Linked DNA regions of Anas platyrhynchos: region 1 is linked to region 2. A link is a contact called in public Hi-C data. All regions are on one chromosome and are shown on one strand. Each heading gives the region's core, a stretch centred on a gene start, on an enhancer-like site or on the middle of the called end of the contact. The rest is flanking DNA. Distances are from core to core; before and after follow the strand shown.

Region 1 (5,505 bases), core at 1,089-3,588, 330 kb after region 2:
TGGGCCAGTTACATTTTTGCAGTAAAAGCATCTTTGTGACAAATCAGCAAAAAAGCTAACAATTACTGCTATTACTCAAATGCAGTGTTAATTACTGCTTTTGTTTCAGTGCCCCTAAAAATCTTTCTCCCCAGCTTCTCACATCTTTGCAGTCTCAGTTAAACTTTAAACCTTCACTTCTTTTTGTCTCTAGTCCTTATATGCCTGTGTTTATTATTATTATTATTGTTTTTTGGCTTTCTTTTCCTTCACCCCAGAATAATAAAGTAAAATTAACAAGATAAGGCCAGCAGATGCACAAGCAAAAATCATCATGTCTATGACATAGCTTTCAATACTAATTAAGTTGGACTATCTCAAAAGATAATCCAGTCAGTTTCTGTGAGGGTGCATTCATTAGTATGTCTGCTGATGGCAGCACTTATAGCAGAGATCTTTGTAGGAGGAATTAGTTACTGTCAGTCTAGAGGCTCATTAGTGTTGACATGGGACTACCCCCAAAAGGTATGTTTAGTTTTTAATTAACAAGACATTCTTCAAGCCATATTGTTTTGGCTCACAATTTTTCCCAAATCCTGAGATGTTATTTTATAGCAGTAGTAGAGAACCATCTACAATAATGCTTCTTGCAGATCTAAGGTTCCTTATTGCACATTTTTTTTAGTCTACCACACACAATAAAAAATGATATTGAGCAGCTGGTACTGTTGTATTTCTTTGAAGCACCTTTTAAATTATTTTTTATTTCTATTTTTTATATGGTAACAAATTTGCAGCCAACTCCAGAAGAGGGACAGCAAAATAAAAAGAAGAAAAAAATTATTCTCCAAATGTCAAGTGGGAATCAGAGTGATGATAATTTAAGCTTCTGGAAGAGCCATACTACCAATATATCACATCCTATATTAAGGATGAGAAAATACAGTTTTGATACATAGAAGAGTACAATAAAGATATTATTACTAAAACATTCTAATATCTATTTAATGTATTGGTTTTCCTTAAGAACATATTATATTTTTATGTAAGACTTTTTTTTTTTTTTTTTTCAAGAAACAAAGAATGAGCTGTATTTTAAGAACAAACCACAGTGACAAAAACAATTGTAATCACTGTATTAGGGCATTTTTTTTCCTCTTAAATTTTGCTTCCACCTGCTGGGCATTGAGAGGTATGCCACTGTGACAATAGCATCCTGCCAACAGCAACATTGCCAGTACTGTGCTGAATATCCAGACATGGTACCTGAGGCCAGGATAAAAGGACGTTTTTTTAACTTTTATAATACCATATACACTATATTATATACACACTATATAACTTTTATGATACTCTAACATTATAACTAATCAGTTGCAATTACAACTTTAAAAAGCTGATAAATAAGAGGTGGAGCTTCAATGCAGATGAATTATATCTATTCCTTATATGTAGAGTGTCCAAACGGTTGTTGTAGAATTTCGTTAAAGTGCTTTCTCTTATGGATATGCATGTTGCAATGTTTCTCTTATGCATGTTGCAACGGTAGGAATGTGAGCAAAATGCTGTGCTGACTGACAGGCTTAGCTCACCTTCCACACACATCTGGTGCTGTCCAGAGCTATTCCTTTGATGCCAGGGCATTTGCTGGAGAAAATATTTTTATTGAAGTATTTTTGTTTCACAGATTTTTTTCCAGTGATTTTGTTCCCTTTCTAAATTAGAGAGGGATTGATGTGCCATCTAGATTTTTGCTGGAGCAAAAAAACATCGGCACAAGTATTAATGACTGGGGATTTAACTCTACCTCCAGGTGGTATCGGTAGAATGCCTCTAGCCCACCACGAACCTGGAGCATTGCTCAGATCCTTAATGTTTCTGCCTTGGAGCCCAGCACAATGCATATCCTGAAAACGGTAGCTTCTTTCCCTTGTTCTGACAATTGGACCACGATGACTGAAATACAAATCCTATCAGCTTTTCTGAAAAAGAAATGGAAAATAACAGTAAATGATGGCATAAATACTACCAAAAAACAAAAACAAACAAACAAACAAACTAAAAACATTTTAAAAAATAGGTAACCCTTTTTTTGTTTTTCCCTATTTTTTTTCCTCAGCAAAGTTTTGGGAACCCAGTCCTGTAAACTGCAAGCCCTAAAGCAAGTCGCTAAGAGCGTGCAGTAGCAACGCAGAAAAAGTAGAAAACGACCAGAAACTGACTGAAATGACCTCCAGCTTCCCCTGCTCTATTTTTAGCTGGGAATTCCTGGAGGAGACCAAACGAGCACAGCACTGCGTGAGGCGAAACTGCCGTAAATAAAGGCTCCGGACGTCATCTGAGCCTCGTGGTTTTGACGTCGTGATTTTACTAGTCTTCTTCCAGTCAGGTAAAATCGTTTATAGAGCTCATCACAGTTTGCGTATTTTATTTTAGGAGCAAAACGAGCCCGACGCCTCAACGGCGGCCCCAAGCCAGCTCCCGCTAAACCCGCCACCGCGCTGAGCGCCGCCCTGACTGGAAAACTACACCTCCCAGGAGGCGTTGCGGCCAGATAGAACGAGCGCGGGCGCTCTCCTCGCGCGGTGCACGCTGGGACTTGGAGTTTCAGCCGTCCCGCCCTTCCACCGCGCTGCGCAGGGCTCCCCTCCCAGAGGCGCGCAGAAGCGCGGGAAACTCCGTCCTCCGCGCCCTGACGTCACGTAGCCCGGCCGGGGCCGGCGCACCCGCAAGCGCGGAAGGGCACCTGCGAGCCGCGTTACCACGGCAACGGTGCGGATCCCTCCGCCTCGCCCGCCCGCCTCCCGCACTGTGGCGGCGCCTCCAAGATGGCGGCGGCGGCGGTGGTCGGGGCCGGGCTGTGAGGCCCCGCGGGCAGCGCCGCGCTCCAGAGCCCGCCGCTGCTGGAAGGCGACGCCCGCGGCCGGGGCCGGGGCAGGAGCAACGACCGGGCCCGGGGCCGCCGCCCCTCCGCCGCGGGGTGAGGCTGTGGGGCCAGGCGGGGGCCGCCCGCTCCGCTCTGCGCTGCCCGGCGGCGGGAGGAGGCCGCGGGGCGGGCCCCGGGCTGGCTGAGGGCACGGGGGGCTCTTACCGGGTTTTTTTATAGCTGTTGCCTTTCTCCAGGCGAAGTTGCAAGCTGAAGGGTTTTTCTGGGGGGGTGTTGCAGCGGGGGTGAGTGCTGTTGGGAAGACGTGCCGGCGGATCTGGTGCAGATAAAAATACTGGAAAAAAATAAATAAAAAATCTAAATTTATATCTTTATTATTAAATCCTGTGATACTTCAGAGTAGTTTTTATATTGCTGCAGCATGCACAAAATGTGTGTGATCCTAATCGCTCTGGCAGGTACAAGTTTTGACCATAATCTGCCCTGTTACCTTATTTTTACTGTAATAAATGTACTTGAGAGGATTTTATTATTATTATTATTATTATTTTCCTCAAGTTCCTGATAATTATTGTAAGGCAGCATGCACACGCTCAAGCACAGCTTTTGTGCAGATTCCCTAATGTGCAAGGAGCTAAGATTGCGATCGGGTTGCTGGATGCAGGAGTGGGATGATGGGAGGGCACCAGGGCTCTTAGGAGAGGATTTCATCCGGCTGGGGAAATGTAAAGGAAGGCAGACCACAAATCGGTGAAGTGTGGGGGAGAAGAGGCACAGCTGCTTGTGTGAGAGTTTTATTTCGGAGAAGAAAGCTGGCTGAGCTTCCATGTTATTATAACTGAGGTGAAGAGAGAAAATGAAGAGAGAAAATAAGCCCATTTGAATATAACTTATTTGGAAACATGAGGAACGGTAATATGAATGCTTAGAGACTTAGTGTCTGAGAAGGACGTGGTTCTGTTAATATATTTTTCTTAAAATTCACTTGGTGAAAGTAATCAGGTTGCTGTTATTTTTGAGCTGTATTTAGTAGAATACTAAATTTAGTAGAATACTCAATACTAATGAGTGAGCCTGGGGTTCTTATTTGAGAAAACTTTTCCGAATATTGCATCTGTGGTAGTGAACTTACTTCATAAGTGATTAGAAACTCTTAGAACAAGGATAGGTGAAAACAGCTTTTGTGGAAATTTTCAATGAAATAAGTGTGAACGTTTATTTGTATTATGTGAAGATAAATACTGCCGCTTCTTGGTTTTGCATGGAAGGTAGGAAAAATCACCTTTGCTACAGTTTCAGTAGAATTATATAAGGGTATTACAAGGAAACGGCTTACTGAATTTGGCTGTGAACCCAGATGGTCTCCGAGCTTGTCAAGATGAACTCATTGTGCTTAGCGGTGTAGGTCAGGTTGGAGTGCCAGTGGAAATGTCGGGTCTTGCACAGCTGAACAGGCCTTCTGTAACTGGAGAAAGTGTTTATAAAACAGCTGTTGCTAAAATAAGCTAAATTGATAACTATGTTTTTGCTTTGAGTGCTTGTCAAATTTGCCTGGAGTTGGTGGGAGAGTTTCTCTGTGAACTGTTCCTAGGATAGTTGCATTTCCACGTGTAAACAAACACGCTGTGTAAGGGCATCATGTTTTTATTTTCTAAATTAATCTGACAGTTCCCCTGGATGAAAGTGGCCCAGAAGGTGTGTTTGTATAGATCTGTCTTGGTTTTGCTCTTGGCATGCCTTGGCTTTTATTTGCTTTCCTGAAGCCTACAGCTAGAGCTTATAGAGCCATATGACTAGCCAGACTGGAGAGCTGATCCACTTATCTCATCTGGGTTTTTTTGCTTGTTTGGTTTGTTAGTTGGCTGGACTAGTTTATAGGTGGTACCCTCTGATTGCTTGGACTTGTGAATGCTTGTGGTGGGACAAAGAAGGGATATGGATGGGTGTGCCAGCGCAGTGGGGCTCAGATCTGCCACTTTCCAAAGTAGCAGGCGGTAATTATACAGGTATTGTGGTTCTGATTGTGGCTGCAGAAGCTGAATTGCTCCTGCAGTGTGTCAGCGTGACTGAGGGTGATCCACTGCCAAGTGGAGAGGTGGTTGTGCTGGGGTGAGCATGCCTTGTAGATCCCATTTTCTAAATGGTGTAGCAGTACTAAGGTGTGTTTGCATCCAAATCCTGCTTTGTGCAATTCCACCTACTGTTGTTAGCTGTACGGTGTGATTTTGGTGAAATACTATATATATAAATGACTTAGGTATACTAGTGCAGCCTTTTAAATGTCAGCTTCCTCCCCATCCCCCATCCTGGAACTGATTATAAAGATGTTTCTTAGATGCTGCATAAAATTTTGAGTTTTAGGTGATTTCTTCAGCTGCATGCTGTGAAGTCTTGGTGTGAAAATTCCTACTAGATAGGATGTAGAAAAATGCTTAGAAATGAACGGTCAATTTTCTGTGTTTTTCAGTTAAAGATACAATGGCAATCATGGGCTAATACTGTAGTTAAACCTTCCTGGAGAAAGTATTTACAAGATGGTCTCTCTTCTACCTCTGTAAAGAACTTTGTGTTGTAAAGCTGTTATGAGGAGCAGGTTTGTAGCTGTGAGCAGTGGACCTGTGTGAGCAGTAGTTAGGATA
Region 2 (4,963 bases), core at 1,629-4,128:
AAAAATACATAGTGACAAGATCTAGCTAGAATGACAAAAAAAAATGCCTTCTTCTAGGAAGAGTCAACAGCTGTTTTGCTCTGGGAGCAGAACACTTGGCACGGTGCCACTTCCCAAAAGGAAGTTTAGCATCAGATAAAAAGAAGTCATTTCTCCATTCCTGTTCTAAATATTCATATTTCATGCCACTCTTATCTAGCTTACTGCTTTGTATAAAGTTCACCCCTTCAATGAACTAGCAACAAGTCATTAGTTGACTACCTAGATTCGGCCACACTAAACTTTCTTATCTATGCAGCATCTGGAACAAATGGATGGAAAACTACATTTGTTTTCAATATCATCCATAGACCTTTGAAACACAGAAAATTAATAAAACATAACCCAGGCTCTTCTTCCCAGATCACAGTTTGGAAGCTATTAATCCATTCCTCCTCCTCTTTTTCCTGTACTCAGCAGGATTAGCATATTCTTCCAAGAGGTAACTTCCATCCAGCAATTTATATGGCCAAACAAGTTGAGATAACAAAATATCAAATCCGTGCTTCCTTTCCTTTCAAGGGATGCTTCAAACAAAACTAAAAAGAGCATGTTCTTCCTCAGACCAAACATATCTGTGACAAGACGCAGCACTGCTTGTTTAGAAAAGCAAGAAGATCAAGAGGGGCAGCAGCAGACTTTTTTCAAAAGAATCATGATTACTTTGAAAAGAATCTTTTTATCTGCCAGTTCTCTAAACTTCCTTTGTAGGCTGCAAATTTAACTCATGTAGATCAAGTTTTCCAGTGATCGGCCTGTAACGCTGCCAAAAATCCCCAAGCCTTCAACACATTTAAATTTGAGAAGCATTTGCTCTGATACTTATATCAGGCCATATGAGAACCTGTCAGACCAATTATGTTTACTTAGGAAAACAGTCAAGATACTGTTTTAGCTGCTTTAGTAACCTTGTCAACTGCTGCTAGATATAATTAGATCTCCACATACATGTCTCATTCAGTGGGGAAAGTCACATTCGTACTTACACGTTTATCACTGACAAAAAGCATGTTCTGAAACGAAGTCACAATACTACTCTGACCGACAGGAAAATTAAGCTTGCTTTTCAAACACCACATCACACCAAAAAAAAGAATCTGGAGCAGAAATCTCTGCAAGCATTACGCTCTGAAATCAAGAATCCCCTTTCAACCCACTATAGAATTAAACAGGGTAATGAATAGCAACGTTTGTTTACAAAACACAAGAAAAGCTGCTACATTATTAAAAACAACATGCCACTTCTATAACAACTGGTAGGAGTCAAACTATGTTTAGGAAGAAGTACTTTGAAATGCTAAATATGAAAATGCAGAGCTAACTTCTGCACTGAACATAAATGCATCATTTAAAAACGTCTGTTGAAACGGTTTAGCGTTTCTGATTAAACTACTAACGGCAAGATAGAGAGCGCACAAATGAGGCAAGAAAGCACACGTTTGGCTGACAAAAATCTCCTTCCATAAAGCTTTCCAATCGGTAGGTAACAATAGTTGAAATTTTCACAGCCTGTAGTGCATTTTCGGTATCAGTAAGTCAGAACCATACATCTAATTACGTAATTAGAGATTTAACACTTACGTTAAATTAAATTTAAAATTAAATTGCCAAGTTGAGGTTCCTGGAGGGTATTCCCCTTGCTCATTCATAAATGTCAGTCCTAGTTGAATTATTTTTAGCAAGTCGACATTACAGCGTAATAATTGGTACTGATAGTCTGCATTGCTTCTGAATTCTCCAATAGGCCTTGCAACTACTCCTGGAAATTCTGTGTCCTGTAAGAACAGAAGGAAAACTTTAACAAGAGACACCCACAAGAACTCACAGCGCTCAGTTTTAGTAAAGTGTATCTCAAGCCTCGAACAATTTCACGGCTAAGGAACACTGTGAGTGAGCACAGCTTTTGGAGGTAACAGATCAGCATCTTAACATCTAAGCGTTAATTCATCATTAAAATGCCATTGTTTTTTTCCAAGACAGATTGATAAATGACTTCGGTAAGGTACAATTTACTAACATCAAATGAAATCGTTGTGGTTTTTACAGCAACTTCCTAGATAAACAGCACACGTGCCCGCTTACCATAGCTACATAGTTATACTTCCGTATAACTTGGCGGATCTTCTTCATCTCTTCGTCCAAGTTACAAGCCCAAACTTCGCAGATTCTTTGGCTATGGTCTACGGTAGCTGCTGGCATAGTGGGGGGCTTTAGTGACCGTACATCAAAAGGTACACTTGACTGAGGATCCGTGTCATAAAGACGACCTTATTTCCCTTTTTTTTTTTTTTTTTTACACCTAAGAGACAAACAAAGCGTTAGGTTTTTATCCTTCAGGCAGGGGAAGGAGAACAGCTTAGGGATACGCACAGGGCTCGGTGTTTAATGGCTCAGAGCAGCAGCACGGCCCGGCCCCCAGCCCCCCGCAGCACGAGGCGAGGCCCAGCACCCCCCCAGCACACAGAGGACGCCCCCCGGCCTCAACCCAACGCCCTGCGGGGACACCCTTGGGGCTCAGCGCGGCGTTCGCCCCCCCCCCCCCACGCACCCAGCCGCGGGGCCGCCGTTAGGCCCCGAGCAGGCCGCGCACCGCGCCCGGCCCCCCCCCAGCGAGGCCTCCGCGGCCTCACGGTGCGGGAGGGGGGGGCCCCGCGCTCACCCTCACCCTCGGGGCCGTCTCCGGGACGGGGGGGGGCCGGGCCGGGCGCTGCGAGGCCCCGCGGCGGCCCCGGCGGCCACGGAGCCGCGAGCGGGCGCGCAGCAGGCAGGGAGCGCCGCCCCCCCGCACACAGCCATGACGTCACCGCCGCGCCTCCCCCCCCTCCTTCTCCTCCTCCTCCTCCTTTCCCGCGCTGGGTGATGACGCGCGGGGCGTGACGTCACGGGGAGGAGGGGGGGTGGTGGTGGCGGCGGCCGCCATGAACTGGCTGTTCCCCCTCGCCAAGGGCGGCGGCGGCAGCGCTGCCTCCGGGGGCCCCGCGGCGCTGCCCGCCCGCACCGGGCTCCAGCAGCAGAAGCAGCGGCAGATCGAGGCCCTGCGAGCCGCGCACGCCGCGTGAGTGGGGGCCGGGGGGGAGGAAAGGGCGGGGGGGGAGCGGCACCGGGGGGTTGGGGGAGCCCAGAGCAGGGCTGGGGGCAGCCGGTGCTAAGGGGGGGTCCCTGTGGTGACCCCCTAGGGTGTGGGGCTGAATGGCCTGTGAGGTCCCTGCCGAGCCGTGCTGTGGCAGCCCTGCTGGCCCTGTGAGCTGCTTTGTTGGCGCCCAGCGTTAATTGCGGGTTGTTTGCCAGCAGCCTGTGCTGTTTGCCTGCTCCCCGCATGCACCACGCAGGGTTTGCTCCCCCACGTCCTGAAACGAGGCCCTGCTCTCTCCTGGGGAACTTCAGCTGGCTCTGTGCTCATTGGTTTTGCCTGACTTTTTTAATCTTTCATCGCTATTCATCTTTTAAAACGAGATCCACACTCCACCTCTTCCTTGTTACGTCTTGAGCAAGCCCTAGGACTTCATTCCATTGGCATGGAATGATCGATGCCTCCAAAAGCCATCCATAAGGAGAAAAGACGGCGAGAAGCTCCTTACTCACTACAGAGAAACTCTCCCACCTGCAGGTCTGATAGTTGCAGCCAGCTCACCATCCTGATGTTTTGAATCATCGCACAGGAAGCACAGCTATGACAATATTGCTTGTTATTGTGGCTTGCTTAAACTTAGAGCCGTTCAGAGCCATTTTCACAAATATTTTTGAAAAACAGATTGCGTCTCTAAGAAGCTCTTTCTGAAGCCACGCAGCAGCTCCCCTAATTAAACATTTATATTGGGCCAGCCTTACTTAGCCCTTTATTCTCACCCTTTTCCCTGTACCAGGGTGGTGAGCTCACCCAGAGGTAAATCCTTCAAAAAGGTGATCAGTTTTTTGTCAAGGTCAGATTGCTGGGCTGGTTTTGTTACCTGTTGATCAGGCCCCTGCTGAAGTGTGTTTTTGTCTCACATGTATATTTTGTCATTCATCTTAGTGTAACCCAACTGAAATGCTGGAAATACAATTCTTAGCATGGTATAGTTTCCCTGAGTTAGCTAACTTTTTTTGTTTGTTTTAGGTAGTAAAAGCCCTGGTACATGTGATCTTAATTTCATTAAAGTAGCTTTAATTTAATTAAAAATCCCTCATGTTAGGAGCTCGAAATCAAGTCATTTTGGTGGTGGTTGTTTTTGCATTAGAAAAATACTTTTCTTGTATTTGCTTTTGTGTTAGCCAAAGTTAAGAATGTGCCCTTTTTGCATTGTACCCATTCCCACCTGGGGGAGGGACAGCCAGCTTTGTTGTTCCAAGGGTTTGCTCAAAGGAGGTTACAAGAGTTTGGGCAGCTCAGGGAGATCCTGGGTTTCTTGTGTTCTCCCTACTGCTTCTCTTCTCCCTCCCTAGTTGCTATGGGTTGCCCAGGTAAGGAGAATGTGATTATGCACCCTGCTCAACATGATTTTGTAGCTGGCTTTTAAGAGCGTGACAGATCCTTGTAGTGCAGGAACACGCATGAGAGATTCCAGGGAGAATTCTGCTGTTAAGAACGAATTGATGATGGTTATTGTGCGGGGGTCTTGTAGCAGAGCCCTGGACTCTGATGGAGGGCTGTTTCGGAAGGTGGGTGCAAAGAAAAGAAGCTTTCTGGAAACACCCAGGTGCCAGGATTACCAGTTCCAGCTGTTTTCTCCCCTCACAAGGGAGCTGTAGAGGGGTGAGGGAGAAGAATGTAGTAACCAGGTGCAGGCAGGAAAAATACGTGGAAGAGGAATCAGTCTGCTTTTCAAGTATGTTTTGATTGGGACATTACCAGATGAAGCTGATTTTCTGCCCTTTCTTTCCTGATCTCAGCCTCAGTGTGTTTACGTTGTTTGGAAATTATTCTTCTGAGCTTCTACACCTCCTC

Evidence for each region. Hi-C and Micro-C count contacts between places; a contact is called where the count stands out from the background.
Region 1: a Hi-C map of liver shows a contact between it and region 2, with 2.4 times the contacts expected there. The contact joins the promoter of PCM1 here to the promoter of VPS37A in region 2. A contact is called at or near these places in 2 of 8 Hi-C or Micro-C datasets (liver and skeletal muscle).

What each region holds. Positions count from the first base shown.
Region 1 is chr4:21,365,100-21,370,604 of IASCAAS_PekinDuck_T2T, forward strand. It overlaps PCM1 (pericentriolar material 1), which reads left to right and starts at 2,339. Exons shown (of 40, transcript XM_072037156.1): 1 at 2,339-2,368. It overlaps LOC119716759 (a long non-coding RNA gene), which reads right to left and starts at 3,552. Exons shown (of 3, transcript XR_005265366.2): 1 at 3,071-3,552; 2 at 1,572-1,961; 3 at 1-1,245.
Region 2 is chr4:21,039,460-21,044,422 of IASCAAS_PekinDuck_T2T, forward strand. It overlaps VPS37A (VPS37A subunit of ESCRT-I), which reads left to right and starts at 2,879. Exons shown (of 12, transcript XM_027456168.3): 1 at 2,879-3,094. The coding sequence starts at 2,958. CNOT7 (CCR4-NOT transcription complex subunit 7) reads right to left here and starts at 2,847. Exons shown (of 7, transcript XM_038179053.2): 1 at 2,705-2,847; 2 at 2,122-2,338; 3 at 1,621-1,814. The coding sequence starts at 2,238.